2 separate regions of the Anser cygnoides genome follow, and region 1 is linked to region 2. The links are chromatin contacts, called in public Hi-C maps. All regions are on one chromosome and are shown on one strand. Each heading gives the region's core, a stretch centred on a gene start, on an enhancer-like site or on the middle of the called end of the contact. The rest is flanking DNA. Distances are from core to core; before and after follow the strand shown. Region 1 holds the start of PLEKHG4 (pleckstrin homology and RhoGEF domain containing G4). Region 2 overlaps PLEKHG4 (pleckstrin homology and RhoGEF domain containing G4).

Region 1 (6,692 bases), core at 3,394-5,893, 77 kb after region 2:
GCTCCAAGTTAGCTGCAGGGTGAGATGTTATCAAGCCACCTAATTCCAGCTCTCTGAGAGCCAGAAAAAGAAGGATGGTACCTTCGGGGGGCTGGTGTGGGAGTTTTCAGCATCCCCATAAACACAGATGAGGAGGGCACCATGTAAGCACACAGACAGCCCCGGTCTGGTTTCCATCACGTTTTTCACCTCCGTGACCAGGGACAGAGCCAGGTGCAGCCACTTGCTCCCCAGGTGCTACTCATGCTGGGCAATCATTAGCACACGGTTTTTGAAGTGCACCAGATGTCTCAGTCATAGACGTGACAACCAAAAGCCCTCCACGAGCTCCCAAGCCAACACCGCACAGGGCAACACAGGAAATACGATGGCTGTAGGTATTCCTGTACACGAACGGAGAGGGAAGGGGCTGTCTAATACGAGTAAATCTCAGACCCAGCCTTGCACCTCCTCCCTCTCCTACACCATGCTCAGAGCTCAGGAGCATCTTCCCCCAGCCGGGGCTCCCAGACCGAAGAGCTGAGCTCACCTCGCCCCATCGCAGCCGGAGGCGGTGACGTGATTTCCTGTGCCATGGCGCAGCGCTACGGGGAACATCGCGGCGCTGTTTACTCATGGCTGGGTCCTAATATAGATTTTTTTTTTTTAACTGCAAAGTGGCCTTTCCCTCGTCTGCTGCATTGTAGATCTGTTTCCTACACCAGCACATGGCAGACAGCTGCAGCCAGCACTCCAGTGGGTGTTAAACAGCCCCTCTCGGCTGCGGCTGACAACAATGCCGCGCTTGTTCCCGACACAGTCTCGCACTGTCTCCTCGCAGGAGCAGCTCCTCACTCTTGCGCGAGCCCTGCGGTTTCCTTGGGTTGAGTTTTAATTGCTGAAGCTGGTGCAAAAGGCTGCTGTCAGCCGGGAAGGGGCAAGGCAGGGGCCACGGCAGATGAAAGCAGCACACAAGGAGAGCTCCTGGCACCAGGGTGCATGCCCAGAGCATTGGCTTTGCTGGCCAAGCAGACCCAGGTCCTTTGCATGGACCGACGGGCAATTTTACCCCGGGGGGACCATTTTGCTAGCTCATGTGGCAGCAGATGAGTTCTGCTCCCTGCTTCCCCTTTGCTGGGCCTGGGTCCTGGAGCTGCAGAGCTTCCCAAGTGCCTGCTGAAGCAGCATCGTGGTCAAGAGCCCCGTGTGAGCTGGGAGAGCGCAGGCAGGGGCCTCTGGCTTTGAGTCCCTGCTAGCAGAGCTCTGCTTATTTTCAGTTGTGCAAAGCAGGAAAAGCTCAGTACTTTTACCAAGAGGACTCAGCTGTGCTGGAAGAGGCACAGGAGGGAGATGTTTTGGATGCCGGATAAGGCCATCTTCTGACCTAGGGGAAGTTGTGCAATAGGCACGCTAGCTAGACGATTTCCCTACAGCAGCGCACAGCAAACCCCCCCCCCCACGCACTCCACGTTAGCTTAACCTGATCAGCGGTGTCATCCTCACACAGCACAGGGAACCTCCCGTGTCCTTGGGGGCTTCCAGGGGCAGGGAGAGCCCAGGAGCAGGCAGTGGCAGCGCAGGACCCACGGATGACTCCAAATCCACTTCCAGGCATCTGCTCATCGCTGGACCAGGGCTCCCTCCCAGCTATGCAGATGTCCCACAGATTAAGCTGCGCCCTCCAAGTACAGCTTCGTTACGTTACAATCCCACCAAGCTACCCACTGTGAACCCCATCAGCCTGCAGGGACATGGGAAGCCACCAGGAAGCAGCGTCAGGCCCCACTTGGCACAAGCAGCTGCCTTAAGACCAGTGATGGATGTTTGCTTGAAACAGGTTTAACCAAAGGAAAACAAGTGGTGCTGCGAGCAGCCCTCTGCACCACCACCACCATTTCAGGAGAGAGCTACTCCTGTCCCCATTAGGAACACAAGAGTGGGTGTTACGTGGTTTAGCAATGTTTAAACCTTTATTTCAGTTCACAAGCAAAGCAGGCCTTGGCTTCACAAAAGCACCTCTTGGTTTAACTAATTAATTTGATAATCCTCTATTTGCAATCCTCAAGAGACATTCAGCTTTGAAAGCAAGTAATTACCTCTAAGCGGCAACCTCTTTGTGAGGCCCAGCCTGATCAGGGAAAAAAAATGTCTTAAGCCAGAAATATAATCGTGGTGTGATTTCCCAGAAGGTCTGGATGAGAGACTACATAACAACAGCTGGTCACGCTCACAATCTGAAGACACAGGAGCCACTCAATTACCAGGTCTCCAGCTTACACTTCAAGATGTTGCTCTGCGCAAACCTGGTGTGCAGGCAACCACCGGGAAGCTTTACAGGAGACGTTTTATAGGTACAGAAGTCAGGAATGTCCCACTTAACATTCTCAAATAGCCACATGTGCCACAGTGGAGAAAAAATATTTTTTAAAAAGTCACATATCTAGCTTTCCGTAGCACGCATGCAACCCTGCAAGCACAACTGCAGCATGCAGCCCCACGGGGAGGTGATCCAAGCAGGGAAAGCCAGCCTCAAAACCTCTCTGCAGGAGCATGAAGGCACACCTAGATGACACACAGCACCTTCCCCAGACAAGCCAGTTGCACTCAGGAGATGTGGAGCTGATCTAATGCCTGCCCCAGGCATCCCCAAGTGCCTGGGGTCTGCACACAGCCCAGCGCGAGCGTCAGTCACTGCCAGAGCCCAGAGGGTGGAACAGTTCAGCTGGAAGGGACCTGCAAGTCGAGTCCAACATCCTGACTGCTTCAGGGCTAACCAAAGGGAAAACATTACTGAGGGCATTGTCCAAACGTCTCTTGAACACTGACAGGCATGGGGCAGCAATCGTCTCGCTAGGAAGCCTCCGCCAGTGTTTGATCACCCTCATGGTAAAGACCACCATCACCAAGTCCTCACCCAACACACTTATCATACGGCTAAGACGGTTGTTTCATGTTGAGCAGCTCTGGGCTTCTTTAACTTTCTCTTTAGGCTCTGCAAAAGTGCACCCACCTCCTGCTACGGACATACAGCTGGGCATGCCTCAGACAGGAGCTGCTCCTGCTGCAGGATGCTCACGCAGAGCAGGATTGCTTCAGCCACATTTGAAGGTGTAAGCCTTGCAAGGTGACCATGCTGCATGCTTCTCTGGAGTTAACACCTCTACAGCTCCAAGCCTGTCCCTGTGGCTCTGCACCTGAGACCCCAGAGAACCCTGCATCCAGCTCTCTCCTAACCCAGCAGGTTTCTCCTCTTGCTGATTCCGCAGCCCAAGAGTATGCCAAATCCCACTGGTTGGGGCAGGGCACTGACCCTGGAACCTGCTGGATTCGGTGAGGATGAGGCATCCTCCAGAGACTTTTCCTAGCATAGAAGTCATGAGCACACCCAATGCAGGTAGGTGCAGGGCTTAGGAGCAGCTGACCTGAGAAGACCCCAGCCCCCCTGGTGGCCTGGAACGGGACACAAAACCTCTGTGCACCCAGACCCAGCTAGGAGAGCTGAAATCCTGGAAGAACTGCTTGTTTGTCTCCACAGAGCTGGGGTACTGCCTCCCTTTCCTGAGGACAAAATGCTTAGAAGTCCAGCTGTGGCTTCTGGATGGCTGCTTCAAAACTCACCACCATCTCTGGTTAGATAAGGGCAGACTGGCTGTCTCTGAAGAGCAGCCTAAAACTGATCCATCTCTCTCCAGATGCCACGTACTTAATGGCATGAAACAGTCATCTGTTTACCTCCCCGTGCTAACCAACCCTGCTGGCAGTGGTGCTGCATGCTGTTTAATCGCAACAGCACATGTTTACTGTACTCTGAGACAACATGCTCATCTCCAAGCTAGACGTGCCCATGGGCACCTCCACCCTTCCTGCTCCAACCTGGCTGCCACCTCGAGCCCCTGCCCCACAGACGTGGATCACGGGGTCTCACAGCTTCTTTAAACCCCGTCACAGGTGCCAGGGCCTGATCCTCTTTCCAGGTCTGCCTAACAGGGTGAGGGTTGGAAGGATGGCCCCAGCATGACTCCGTGCCATCAGAAGACCTGCCAGCTCATATCACTGCTCTGTGCCCAGCTCACATGAGCACCCAGCACCCAGATACCCACCTAGCCTCTGCCAGGAGAGGCAGATACAGTCCCCACAGAGGTGCTGAGCAACAACAGAAACACAGGCAAACACAGGACACGTTTCTAGGCAGGGCACCTGTCCCTTCTCATCCCAAAAGTGACCCAAATGCAACCATGCCTAGCTAGGAGGGAGGGCTTCTAACCACCAGGCTCCAGCAAGGAGGGACCCACCAACGAGCACTGCCCACCTTAGCTTGGGCACTCAGTGGGGCCAGCACCCAGGTCCTACCCACTACTCCAGCAGCACAGGACCACAGCACCTCCATCAGCCTGCTTGTGGAGCTCTGGCCCCAGGATTACCGTCCCTACAGGGAGAACACCCTGCCAAACCCCCAGCCAGCCCCTAGCCCCTCACAAACCCCACACTTACAGCCAACGCTTGCAGAGCAGCCTGCGCCCAGCAGATCCCAGCAGGTCCTGCAAACCATTCTCCCATGGCAGATCCTCTCTGGAGAGAAGGAAAGCTCTCACCTGCCCACAGTCTGCTCCGCCAGAGCAGGCAGGCAGAGAAGCAGCTGGGTTAGATCTGCACTCACCGGGGCAGAGCAACAGCCCCGAGGTGCAGCTCCAGCTGTGGGCATGTAATCAGCGCTTTACGGAGCCACATGGGCGTTCCCTGGGACCAGCTCTTATTTTGCCTGCACGCAGCTGGGCTGAGTGCTGCCCACTAAACTTGGGTGAGTTCCACTCTTGGTCCTCCAGGTGCTTCCCAAGTGTTTTGAACCCCACTGGTATTTCTAGCGGGGGAATGGCAGCCTGGTAAGACATGGCCTTCCTCTAGCCTTGCCAGTTGGTAGTGAAGGAGAAGAATCCTCTTCCTCCATCTCTGTCTCAACTGAGCAGCTCCACAAGGCTTCAGGCTGAATTTGAAGCCACTTAGCAGCAGGCAAACAGCAGGTTGGGGTCAGGGTCCTCTCCCCAGGGGAGATGGGAGCCACCTCTGCTGGCTGAAGCTCCAGAGCCGAGAAGGTGACGGGGAGCACCTTGTGGTCTCTGGGCACCACCTGCTTGACAGGGATAGGGCTGCTCTGGGATGCACGTAGCTGGCAAGTAGAGGAGCAAAGCTTGGGGAATGCCAGCGAAGGGAAAAAACACAACAAGGCAGGGACCCAGAGCAGGTGGGACGTGGGGCATGGGGGGTTCATGGAGGATATCGTGTGGTGGGTCCTACACCAGAGGCCCCTTATTCCCCACCTGTGTCTGAGGGAGAGGACCCTGCACTGGGAATGAGCAGGCATCAGGGCTAGAGAACACTACTGAATTAGTAAATAAACCTAGAGAGCATCACTCAATTGGTAAATAAGCCTTGAGACAAGTGAAGGGAGAGGACTCGTGTGTCTCCCTCCCCTCCTTGCCATCGGTCTCTCCCACTTTCCTCTCATTCACCCTTCTTCCACCAGTGCTGCCGTTCCCCAACGAGAACTCTGCTCCCACACCAAGGCAGGGCACGGCCAGCACCGGAGCAGGCACGGGAGGGGACCGGGAGGCACCAGCACCGACTGGGCAAAGCGAGCACCTCAAAGGACAGCCATCCCACACACCCTCCGCAACCCCCCGAGAGCCTGTAAAGCCACAGGGGCCTGGGCCAGGATGGCCCAATCCTCCCCTCACACTCCATACAGGATTCCATATAGATACACGTTTATTCCCCCCCCTAAAACTGCTCTCCCTGCAGAAGAACAGTTCCCCGCCCCCCCCCTCCTTCCACTCCCCCTCAGCGGCGCCGCCATCTTGTCCCCGGCTGCCCCCGGCGCGGGCGGGCCGGAGCCCCGGGCTCTCGAGGCGGGCGGCGGCCGGGGCCAGGCCGCGGTGCGGGGCGACACCTGCCGGCCGTGCCGGGGCCGGGGCGGGGACCCGGGCCCATTCCCTTCGGCCCCCGGCCTGGAGCACCCCGGGGAGCGCCGGCCCCTCTCCCGCCTCCCCCCCGCTGCACCCGGGCTGCATTGAGGCTGCCTATGCCTCCCTGCTGGCGCGCTGCGGCGGCGGCTCGCCCACAGGGCTGTGCACAGAGGCAGCCTGATTAGGCTGGTGGGTGTTAATTATAATCCCAATTAAATGGCCCAGACGGAGGCAGCCAAGCTGACCTAGGGCCTAGGGCTCCGTGCGGGGCAGTCTCTTGGAAAGCAGCGCAGCCAGGGGCCCATCTATAATTAAATGATGAACGGTAACTAGTCTATTAGCCGCTGACCTTGTGCGTGGCAGAGGAAGGTGCCTGTCCCTCCTGCCGGCACCTCGCGCGTGAGGTCTCTGCTTCCTTCTGCTGCAAGGCTTTGGTGCGAATAAACAGGCGGGTCGGTGGGGCAGGTCGGCCTGGGCGCTCTGCCCTCCACCCTGGCTCCTGGCCGGGATTTGGCACCCCGCAGGTCCCCCATTTCTGGCCAGGTACAGCAGTGGGAGTAGCGCCTCAGAGGGTTTCTGCCACGTGGGGGTTTGGGGCGGTTTAGTCACCTTTGGTAAAGTGGAGCTGGATTTGTAGACAAATCCAAGCTCAGTGAGGTAGCTGTTCGACTTTCTTTGCTCTTTATTGCACACTGTAATTTCCTGTTTGCTTCAAAAGCTATTTTTGCTAAGGAGAAAAAAAAAAAATCAAAC
Region 2 (6,165 bases), core at 3,136-5,635:
CACCTGACAGCCAGAGCTGGGCATCCAACAGCTCCGACAGCCTTCGCTCCGAGAGCTTAAAGCACGTACTGGCATGCAGAAGAGGGCCGTGGACGTCAGGAACAGAACACCCACGTGTTACACAGATGTGGAGCAGTTGCTGCATCCCCATCGGGACATCGGTGGGGAAACGGCCGGGTGCTAGGCTGCCCCGTGCTGCTGACACAGGTAGGCAGGGCCGGGTGTACGGGACGCAGACGTGAGGAAAGCTGAATGCCAGCGTGCAGGAGGCCACCCACAGGCCGAGGAGTCACTCCAGGGGCAGATGCCACAGCCGCGGGAGCTGCCACAGCCGTCCCCGTTGCTCTTTTGAGCTGCAGCTGCGTGCTCTGTGTGCAGCCAGCCCCATTACTCATGCAGAGCAAGGAGCTGCTTCATTAGGGCCAGCAGCTGCTGGGGGAAAACGCTCCTTAAACAGCCCCACGCAGCCGCGGCACGGGGCCGGCAGAGGCAGCAGCCCCGGCACAGGGACAGCCCGGCCCTGCCGCTCTCTCGGCCCAGGCTTTATGCTTGAAAGTGCCCACTGCTGGGGGAGAGAGGGGCTCGCAGCTGGCAGAGGCGATGCCAGAGCCCGCTGAGCCTGCCCTTACCAGGCTCTTTAATTCCCTGGCGGCACTGCACACCGAGGTGAGGTGAAACCCTGAGCGCTGGGGGGCCCGGCAGACCTGCGCAGCAGCGACAGATGGCCCGGTTTGCTGGGGTTTTGTGCTGCTCCTTCCATTTCTCCACAAACCAGCCCCCCAGGCAGGGGCTGGCGGGCAGCCCGGGCTGAGGGCTCATCACAGCTCTCCGGTCCTGCCAGCCAAGGGGTGATGATCCCAACCAAAGGCTGTACACAGGCTCTGTTTTGCTCAGGGATGGGAAAAGCTGAGCTCAAAAGGCACACGGGGCTCTGAAAGAGGGTGCTGAGGACGCGCTGTGCAGGAGAGGCACGGCAAGGAGGCCAGCCTGGCTCTTTTTCAGCAGCCATGGGGAGGGCAGCCGCCCTGCGAAGGGCTTCCCCGAGGCTGAGGAACTCGTTTCCATCCACAAACGGGAGAGAGGGAAAAGCAGAGGCTTCTGCAGCGATTCCTAGAAATAACAGACCTGTCTGTGGCCTCGGCGAGGAGGAACCAGGGCTGCAACCCACACAGGGAGGCAGCCCCGCCACCTCATCTTCATATGGTATCTGTCTGTTCTTGGCAAGGACTCCACGGCAGCGCAGAAATTACTCTAAATCTCGGCATTTCTTCCATCCCCAGTGCCTGTCACAGGCTAGTGAATAGCTCAGCTTTGTTCCCTGCACAATGGGAGCGGCCCTCCACACCCCGCAGCTTGCTTGGTAACATGCTAAGTGGCCACCAAGGTTTTCCCAGCCACATCATCCGCTCCAACTGCCCCTTTTAGCACACGAAATGGCAGCCCCCCTCCATGCAGTGAGTCCGCCCCGGCACGCAGGAGGAAACAACGCCACGCAGGCGAGGGCATCGCCGTCGGCTCCGTCCCGGGGAGGCTGCGAGGCACGCGAGATGTGGGCACTGGGGCGCAGGCAGGGCTTCTCTGCCAAGCTGCGAGAGCCTCTCGTGTATAAAAGGAGGCGGACGGGTGCAGGGAGGCCGAATGCTCCCACCAACGCCTGCAACCAGGCAGGAAGGAGCCTGCACCTCGGCTTTTGATCTTGACTCTCCAGACAAGTCGTTACCAACTCTCGAAATTACGGATTAAAGACAAACGTGCTTCCTGCGCGCAGAGGGCTGACCCGCGCAGCAGCAGCGCGAGGAGCCAGCAGCAGGTTGGTCCCGCCAGGCTCCGGGGGAGGCCGGGGCTCCTGGGGACCTGCTGTGCCCCAGGGAAGAGCCCGGGACGCCGCTGACTGCCCTCAGCCCATCGCCCTGGGCTTGCCCCCGCTCCTCTCACCACGGCGAGGCTCGCAGCGCATCGAGGACGGAGGCTGCTGGAGTCTGTCTCTGGCACCAGACGCACCGCCTGCACGCACAGGCCACGGGAAGGGGCTTGGCTCTGCCGCCAGCGCTGCGTGGGGAGCCTTCCTGTGGGTCCTGCACCCATTCGGGTATCACACCTCACCAACCCAACCTACCACTCACCCACCAGATTCCTCCCGGTCTCAAGGTCCAGCGATCTCTCAGATGCTTAATGAGGAGCCAGGAGAAAACCCCCCCGCACCTCCACACGCCACAAGGGGCTACCTCTGTCTAAACCTCTTTCACCTCTTCCCGTGGGGAGATAATTATTGCAACAGGAGTTTTTTTCTTGTCACAATGGCAACTGGGTGTCTGAGCAGGCAGAGGTAGGCGGAGCAGGCTGATCACAAACTCTCTAACTTTCTGCAGAAGAAAAATGCTCCTAGGGAGGTTTCCTTCCACACCGAAGCGACTGCACAAGGGAGCTGAGATAGGGGCGGTAAGAAGCTCAAACCCAACCTGATGGGAGCAACGAGACAGGAATCCAAGAGCAGCTTTGGGTACGGCAGCTGAAGCTGCCCTAAGAGCCAAGCCACAAGAGGGGCCAAGTCCCCCGTGCTGTGCCTGCCCCCTGCTCCCGGGCTTTGACACCACCTTCACCCAGAGGGAGGGGAGGCATCCAGCAGCCGGGAACGTTGCTGCAAACGGTGAAAAAGCACCCAACGCCATCAGAAGAGCCCTGATACACCTTGCGTGCAGCTCCTGTGCACAAGGTGTGCTCTGCTCAGCCGTTAGCAGCACGTAGCTCATCACAGGCCTCTGCCCAGCACCCCACACTTCAGCACCCGTCTCACCCTCACTGCCTTTCAGCCCAAGCGCTGTTAACCTCTGCTGGGAGCTTGGAGATCCACGTGAGGTCGGTTTGCAGCACAGAGAACAGAACCGGTGCAGCCAGAGAAGGTCAAAGCACTGCGAGTACTGCTGTGAACTGAGCCAAGTGCTCACCAGCATCTACTCGGTGCCACGCGGGCAGAGCCCTGCTCCACCGGGGTCTGGGCACCAGCGGAAAGAGCGACGGCACTTAGCAGAGCACAAGTCCAGGGTAAATGCTGCTCTCCTGCATGAAAATGCCTCTCCCAGGTGTGCTCTTCTCACTGCATGTGCTCGCTGGGGCCTAAAGCCTCTAGAACCCACGACTGTCTGGGGCTTTGAGAACTGCCCCAGCTCACAGCACCCGTGTCCCCTGTCACAGGTTGCTGTGTGCACAGCACAAGCAGGGACTCGTGGCTGCAGACTGCCTTTACGCTGACAGTCCAGAAGAAGCAATTCACTACTTTACAATGAAATATATTGAAAGCATCGTTATCCGGACTGAAACCTTCCTGGCACGAGAGCTGTCAGCCTGCAGACAACGACGAGCCTGCTTCCCTGCTGACCGGGGACCAGGCAGGTAGAGCAGGAAGCCCTCGGCTCCGCGCTCGCTCAGACCCACCCGCGCTTTCCTCAGCCTCCCACCCACTGACACCAACGGTGCCCACGAAGGAAGGGGCAGGGGGAGGGCAAGCCTTCAGTGCCCGCAGACGGCAAGCTGGTTAATCACCTACAAACATCCCCCGTCCTACCTTGCTGTTGGTACAGAGGGGGTCCATGTCCCGGCCGAGCGCGGCTCTCTGCTGTACATCACCATCCCCGAGGGCCGGACTGAGGCAGGGCCACCTCGCCAGCCCGCCGGCTGGGCTCCGGCTATTCACAAGCAAATGCTGCTAGCCTGAATACCAGGTTGAGGAGCCCTGGAAACCGGAGAGCAGGCGGGGGGGGGAAGGGGCCGCGCTTCACACGAGAACCACTGAAGTGTGCGGAGAGCAGCCCGCCTGGGCGCAGGCCAGATCCCCTTTCTTTCATAGCGCAGAAACGGAGAGAAAACACACCTACCGACCCCAAGCTCGAGCAAAACTCAAAGCAAGCTGCCACCCGACACACAAGAGCTTTGGAGAAGCAGGACGGTCCCTTCTGAAGATGCAGCAAAGCTTTTCCCGTGCCTCAAAGCCGAAGCCCCGCTCGCTTCCAGCAAGATCTGCGGCTCCACCAGCGGGCAGCAGCGCTGGGGCGCACCAGGAGCGCAAGCATTCACCAAAGCCACCAGCTACACGCAGTCTGTGCTGAGGTTCGCTGTTCCCTGCTCCCCACCCTGTCACATTTGACTATTCCGAACTGCATGTGAAGCCTTCTCTGGGATTCATTAGCAGCAGAAAGCAGCCTAATGAAAACCATGTCCTACACGGGACGTAGCTGTAGAAGCTCAGCTCGAAGCACTGAGGAAAGGACTCACCCTCTTGAAATACAAAGCGCAACAATTCCGGAGTTGCTGTGTGGCTCACATTGCCTCCCCTCCTCTCTCCAAGGGAGGAGAGACCACTGAAATCACCAGTTTGCCTAAAGCCAGCTAAGAAAAACAAACTTTCAATCCTGTATTTGCATTGCTGCCTGTTACCAAGTGGCTGGCGCTGTACAAACACTGCAGGAGGGCAAAGGATGAGAGACGAGCGCAGACCATAAATCCTTCGGGTTTAAGGATAAGAAGGGAGGATAAGTAGGTGCACCTACAAGAGGAACAAGACATCAGGGAAGGGGCAACGGTCAGTGGGAAACACGGTGGGGCCTGGCTGCACAGACCTCGTGGGGACCCAGGCAGCCTCCGCAGCACCACGAGTGGCGTGCGATTGATGCGGCAGGCAGGGTGTGCTCATGAGAGCGACACGCTTGGAAATACTTCTGCACTCCAGGTGAACGTGAGCGGAGCTCAACAACCCCTTCCTTCCCCCTTTGGGCGGCGAGGCTCGACACGTCCGGTAGAGTCTAAATTACAGGAGAACATAATTGGGTCAAATGGCACTGCGCACGATTCCTGCCCTCCCAATGGCAACACGATGACCCAAAGGGCAATTGCGGCTCGCTGCGCTGGAGCTGGCGTGCGGGACGCGTGCTTGCCCTTCTTTTAATTGCTGCGACTGCCAAGCAACACCTAGGGTAGCTTCATTAAGAGCGGGCTGACTCAACTAATGAATCACACCAAGCCACGGTAATCCCTGCTTCGTTGGATTCAGAGCTTCCACAGAGCAACCTGTGCCAGACACACACGAACGTGTGTATATACATATATATATACACGTATTTACATGTGTACGTACAGAACAACTCCCTGGGAAGCTGGGCAGCGAGTGTCTGGGACTCGCCCTCTACAGCTGCTCTGCAGCTGCAGAAAGCCTCCCAGCAGCAGACGATGTGCAGTTTTCCTCAGTCTTTGTGTTTTGCTCCGTGGTCGGTCATGTCTTTGAACACTTGGGTAGATTCTGCACTGATTTTTTTTTTCTTTCTTTTGTCCCACCAAGGGGATTTTCTCAACATTTAAAAACTCCTAAGCCCAGAGGACTGGGGACCAAGTTTGCTCCCAGCAAAATCAGCAACTTCAACGTTTGTGTTTGCTGCAAACCAGCCTCTTCGTGTTTGAAGTGCTGCCCATCTTTTCATGAGCTTTGTGCCTCACTGCAAAGCTTTTCTGTCAGTGAAACTCCGCTTCCGATCCCTTCTGATGAGAACAAGAGCAGATGCTGTTTCACTGCCTTGGTGAGGACCATCCTCCCTCCTTCCCAGTTACTTCCTCCAGTTCCCCCAGTACGCACCAGCCAACCCTCACCTCAGAGGCTGCCACAGCACAGCTGACATTATCAGCTCAGGAGGGTGCAAACACGACAGCGTGTGACATCCAACAATTAAGGAAATCCCTTCATTAATAAACAAGCTGCTGCTCGAAGTGGCCAGAAGTCTGGCAGGTCTTCCAGATGCACTGAGCGTGGCCTCCACTACTACAGGCGTGAGAGGCAGCACTCACCAGATCCGTGCTGTAGCAAAGGGAGCTGGTAAAACAGACTTGCTGAAGTCTGCTTGGGCCACTGCCCTTCTCTCCCTGCTGCCTCTGACAGCGGGGATCTGGTGGCCGGTCCTCCATTCGGCTGCCACAGTCACCGCAGTCATGAAACCACCCCGAGGCTGACTTGACCCAAGTCACACACGCTGAGATTTTACTGATGGCTGAGGAACCAGAGGCATGAACAAGCAATCCTGGGTACCTGTGTGACCGCTGCCTAGAGGAGGGGGGAGGAGAAGAGCAACATTTTCACGCCTTTTGGTGAAGGGGAGCACTCCCCTCTTTGGTCAGAGCCGGCAG

What was found. Hi-C and Micro-C count contacts between places; a contact is called where the count stands out from the background.
Region 1: a contact with region 2 is called in a Hi-C map of fetal liver, with 1.7 times the contacts expected there. The contact joins the promoter of PLEKHG4 here to the enhancer-like site in region 2. A contact is called at or near these places in 2 of 7 Hi-C or Micro-C datasets (fetal liver and liver).

What each region holds. Positions count from the first base shown.
Region 1 is chr12:12,739,529-12,746,220 of Taihu_goose_T2T_genome, forward strand. PLEKHG4 (pleckstrin homology and RhoGEF domain containing G4) reads right to left here and starts at 4,644. Exons shown (of 20, transcript XM_067004468.1): 1 at 4,471-4,644. The coding sequence starts at 4,536.
Region 2 is chr12:12,662,771-12,668,935 of Taihu_goose_T2T_genome, forward strand. All of the region lies in intron 13 of PLEKHG4 (pleckstrin homology and RhoGEF domain containing G4), which reads right to left. Among named protein-coding and RNA genes, the nearest start is that of LRRC36, 37 kb to the left of the region's middle. Within about 2 kb of position 4,386, at least 1 of the 3 cell types and tissues checked has open chromatin away from gene starts, as enhancers often do. A contact at or near this core is called in fetal liver, where this site is marked.